Linked DNA regions of Zea mays: region 1 is linked to region 2. Evidence: chromatin contacts called from public Hi-C data. All regions are on one chromosome and are shown on one strand. Each heading gives the region's core, a stretch centred on a gene start, on an enhancer-like site or on the middle of the called end of the contact. The rest is flanking DNA. Distances are from core to core; before and after follow the strand shown.

What was found. Hi-C and Micro-C count contacts between places; a contact is called where the count stands out from the background.
Region 1: a contact with region 2 is called in a Hi-C map of ear, with 2.3 times the contacts expected there. The contact joins the promoter of LOC100383909 here to the promoter of LOC100285485 in region 2. A contact is called at or near these places in 2 of 25 Hi-C or Micro-C datasets (ear and leaf).

Annotation. Positions count from the first base shown.
Region 1 is chr5:146,503,669-146,506,368 of Zm-B73-REFERENCE-NAM-5.0, reverse strand. It overlaps LOC100383909, which reads right to left and starts at 1,261. Exons shown (of 2, transcript NM_001176533.1): 1 at 1,095-1,261; 2 at 1-1,028. The coding sequence starts at 713. The coding sequence ends at 363.
Region 2 is chr5:145,928,855-145,931,554 of Zm-B73-REFERENCE-NAM-5.0, reverse strand. LOC100285485 reads left to right here and starts at 1,286. Exons shown (of 5, transcript NM_001413579.1): 1 at 1,286-1,590. The coding sequence starts at 1,407.

The sequences.
Region 1 (2,700 bases), core at 12-2,511, 570 kb before region 2:
CAAAAAGGTGAATTTTTACACGGAATTGTTCATCTATTTATAGGGAAGACGAACAATCACTCATGAAATTACATGCATGCCCACGAAGCTTACAAATATGATTAACAAATAGTACAGGGGTAATATTGCCTTTTCCCTTTCTTTCTTGTCTCATAAGACTTTTGCTTCTCCCCCTTTGCTACCTCACGCTTGATCCTTTCTTTACGTCGAAGCCAGCAACCTTCGACCGACGTCCTTGCCGCGCATATATACAGACAAATCTCTTCTATTCATTGCTTCGGTCAAAGCCCAACTTTGTCCGCTCTTTACCGCATACCCGAAACACATTTGCATATAGCAAGGTAAAGGCATTTTGAGGATCTTCAGTAAGCTAGGCTCCCAACAGGAAGCATCTGACTTGTGATCGTCGAGCAAGCAATCGATGCCACCTCCTCAATGGCGGCATGGGCACATCGATAACCCATGAGATCTAGGAAGCCAATGTGTAAGCCTTCTTGACGATCCCCCACTCCTCTACTTCGACCTCTCTTGCTCTGGTCACCTCGAGAGGAGGACAGAGATCGTCGGAGCACTACTCCAAAGTGGTCCCAACTGTAGGGGCCAGTAGCATCGCGAGAGCCACCCTCTTCGCACTCGGAGGTGGAGGAGTCGGGGTGGCAGAGGTGGCAAAACCGCCGACGCAAGGGCGCCACCGGGCTCGCTTGAAGGGACATCAAGGCACAATGACACTCTCGCCACCTCGACCTCTCCCAAGTGGCTCGCCTTCACCGCACTCAGGGACAAGGAACCTAAGGGAGGTGGAGGCAGCAAGGCACCGAGCGCGCCCACCACAGAAGCATCGCCTGGCCTGTAGGCCCTCCGATCATGATGGTGGCACGACCGTTGACACAACTTCCCCCGAGTGGCTCAGCGCGACCGTGCCACTCGGATATGCCATCGGCACCAACGGCGCGGGCGCCGATGAAGGAAAAGTGCCTTCCCTCGCAGCACGAGCCGCGTCCTTCATCGTTTTGTGTGATACATACAAACTAAAGGAATGGCGGGTAAGGACCCAGAAACAATGGCAGAGAGGAATGGAAAAAAACACTACTCACCAGGAAGAGCGCGCCCGGACAAAGGGCATCCTCTATGCAAAAGGGTCCACCGCCGGTGAAGGCTCCGACGATGCCCCTTCAGGACACCTGACCGACACCGCAGATGCGACAGACGTTGTGGGTGTGGGAGATGCTGCTGTCATGGCAGGACAATTCGCCCATCGACGCCAATGCCACGGATCTGCCACAGGACGTGGAGGTCATGTCCTACATATCGGTGGAGGGGATAATACTCCTCCTCAGGTCGGCCTAGTGGGTGGCACGGTCCACCCATGCATGCATGCCATCGAGTCGGTCCAGCCCATTCTAAGTCTATTTGTGTCATGTCTGAGCTCCTGGATGGACACATGGGCCGACATGGCACGGATCGGGGCCAAAACAGGTCGTGCCTATCTCGGCACTGTTCATATTGGGACTAAGCGGGCTTAAGCTGTACCCATGTCGGGTTGCCCATTTGGACATCTATAATGAGGAAGAGAGAAAAGATGACACCAACTAGTGTACTGCTAGAATTATGTTCAAAAGAGCCCCAACTAGAATATATCTTTTGCCCTTTTCCTCTTCTCTTTCTCCTTTTGTTCTTTCTTTGGAAAAAGGGACTTCCTTGAATGCCAAGTTTGGTATAGTAATTATATAAAGTCTTGATAAGGGAAGAGATGAGCTTCCTTTATAGCCGCATAGGGTGGTTTTTGTGGCTACATAAGGTGGACTGATGGAGTGATGGTAGAGCAATGTTGTTAATCCCATCAGTGGGCACATGTTGTGCATTACCTTCTAACTATATAATGGTCATGGGAGTTCAGTTTATATAATATTCCATCCATCCCAAAAGAAACATAAATCTTGACTGGTTTTATAGAAGACAATAGCTACCTTCGTATCTTCAATTAGGTTTATTATAAAAATATATGCTTTGATTAGTCTAATGACAATTATTATACATCAATATATTTTTACATATATTTAGTTAAAATGTAGAATATTTGACTTTCTCGGAAGACATGGTTTACATTCTTTTAGGAAATAAGGTAGTCAGCTAATGTCCGTTGTATTCAGACCTTTGCGATTTGATGAATCATAAAAACCATATCCTCCTGTGGGCAATCAGAGGAGGTGAATGATTGCCGAAGCTTAAAAATAATTATAACACCTCCAAATCACAAGACCAATTTAATACACGTTTATAAATCTGGACAGATTGTTGTTACGTTAATAAAAACGTTGCTGAGCAAAATCCGTAACTCCGATCGATATCAAAATTTCACAGACTGAACTAGATACGATTATGAATCAAACCCAACTGGAATCAGGTCGATCAGACTTCCGGATCTAAAGTTATAAATGAAATAATCTTGCTGTTCCAGAGAGTGACGAGAATTGCTCAACCGCATGGGCCACGACTCAGCTCCCCTTGAGCCGACCTGGCAGACGGGCCAAGCTGGGCTTCCACCGCATGGGCTGCCGCGCCCTGGCCTCGCTTGAACGTCGCCTCACCTCAGCGTCCTCACAGACCGCTCCACAGCTGCCATTCTCCATAAAAAGCTGGCTCGCTTCCAGCCTTTGTGCCGAACATGGCTCGCCACCACGGCCACATACGCTGAGAAAA
Region 2 (2,700 bases), core at 37-2,536:
ATGGAATTCAATTCTAATAATCACAATTTAGACATAGACCAATTAAGCTATTATATTTGTATACTCAATATATTTATATGCTAGTGTTGGCTATATGGAGGGATATTTATACGCTATATTTTTACTATTAGGGAGTGAGCCGGAGAGTTCGTGATAAGTTACAGAGTAGAAATATGGGCTTGTAATACATAAAATCAATTTTCACCCCTAATCCTAAGAATTTGGGATTATATCTAAACTTTGGAAAGTGGTGGAATATCAAATTTCAACCAAATAATCCACTTTGTTAAGTGATTTCTAATTCCTTCAAATTTAATGGATCCAAACGGCCCTTTAATAGAAAATATGGTACAACACGTTTGAGAAAAAAAATTAACTAAGGAACATATGAAAGTATTAGTTCATTTCTTACCATTATTCATTTTGAATAAGATAAATAAGTAATAAGAACAATAAATCCATTGCTATTTTATGCTATGTTTTCTCGATATGACAAATTTATAGTAACATCATACCTCAATAACAAGACTAATGTATCATTGACGACATTTAGGTAACATGTGCAAATGAAAAAAAATACTATATTAGAAACACAATCCATATATATCTTCCTCATTTTGACTTCTTTGAGCGTGAAACTTTTACTATAGTGTTCCACTAACTTAATGTGTTTTTAAATAAATTATTTGAAAAGAACTTCCTATAAAAATATAACAACACGTCCATATGAACTTTTCTGAGTTTGAAACTTTTAGCATTAGGGTATGTTTGGATCCATGGTACCAAAGTTTAGCACTACATTTTTAGCACTTATAGATTCAAATATGAGTGCTAAAGTGAAGTGCTAAAATTTAGCACTCAATATCAATTTAGCTTCCTTAAAGTGTGCTAAACATTAATACTTCGCTAAAGTTTAGTATATGGGATTCAAATAGGCCATAACAATATATTAGTGATGTGGTCATACTTTGAATTTATCTTAAGTTTTGGATGAATATAAAAGCATGACTAAAATAGCTATGTTCATACTAGTCGTTTCACATGTACTGGTATTTTTATTGTTTAGATCTGTGTATCATAAGTCTACAAAATTTAGGTTTGCTATTTTTAGGTTTTGATTTGATTTTATATGAATTTCACAAGATTCCACTTTGAACTTGAAAAAGTAAATTCTAACTAAAAGAAAAGGGCTCGAATGGGCTCGGCCCAGCCCACTGGCACCAATTCGGCTCAGGCGTTACAGCACAGCCTGCGGGGTTTGGCCGTTTGACACAGGCTCACAATCACAGCTCTCGTCACGACAGATAAGGCCATGTGCATCCTTCGCCACTCACCAGCGCTCTCCAGTCCACTTCACTTCATCCCTGATCGGCGATCGCGTCGAGCGAGCAGCGCTATAACGCACGATGAACTTGGCGTCCGTCGTTCCCTGCGCGCAGGCATTCCTCGCGTTAATGACTCCCGCCGCTGGCTCCCACCGTCGGGTCCACACGCATGCGGCGGCCTCCAAGAGCGGATTGGCCTGCCGCGTCGCGCGCAGCGGGGGCACCCGGTGGCTGCCGGTCTCCTGTGCAGCCGGGGGCGGTGCAGGTTAGGGTCCGTGTGACTTGTCTATTTATGTTTGCTGCAAGTTTTGGTTCCCAATTTTCCTTCCAGTTCGAACTTGAGGTAGAAAAATTAGATTCGAGTAGTTGGTGATGCAGCATGGGAGGAATTTGCTTGGTGAGGGGCTTGGAGTACTCTTGGGGGAGATAGGCGTTCGCTTCATGCTTATCCAACAGAGTGAGTCATCAAATCAGATCTAAGTTCTTGAATAAACTGGTGCAATTTCCAGTGGTCTCAATTCTTTCATCTACGATGAGCACTAATAGTTGAGAAAGAACATGCCAATTCATATCCCGGTTCATACCTGCTCCCGATATCTATTATCGAGGATACTTGCTCTTTTACACGACGGGTAACAGCAGTTCTCATCCTCTCTTATGGATTCTACTTGCTTCTGTTCCATGTTTAGCATCGCTGGCCCGAGTGTTATTCCTGTTGTCCAAAATCTTTGAGCCTTACTGCTACAGGGTGTGCTGAACTTTGATTCTATCCATCATAATCAAAAAGGGGAAAAGGTGATGTCTGCACTTTCTAGTTTCTGGAAAAGAACTCTTTATGCTGTCCTTTATTATGAAATAAGTGTAGGTTGAAACTCATATATTTAGTTTTTTGCCACTAAGATTAACTGTGTGGGAAGTTATTATTTGGAATATTTAAATTCATGGGAAATTAAAATAAACAAATAAAACTTATTTACTCACTAGGAAAATCATTTTTAGGGTGTTACATCAGTAGATCCATACAGAACAATCCGGTAAGGAGAAGCAGCAATACTGGGTGCAGTTGCATTAGGGTTTGTTGAACAAAGGTTTCCAGTAGTAGTTTGCAATCCCCAGGCAGAAAATATGGTGGAATAGCAACTGATCTGCAACTAGCTTATCAGCCACTATTGGGAATCCCACCGGCGAACCTGCAGGTTGTCACTGGGGAGAGAGCACCTGCAGCGCTCTATGTGTAGCCAAAGAATGTAAGGATGCAGCTTGGTCCACAGTAGTAAAACCAAACTTTGTTGGCACTAAAAAACAAGTGGATTGAGCAGCTTGAAAAGGAGAATTATTCAGCTTCCTCTATTGTGCTGAACTGACTTCTGAAGCA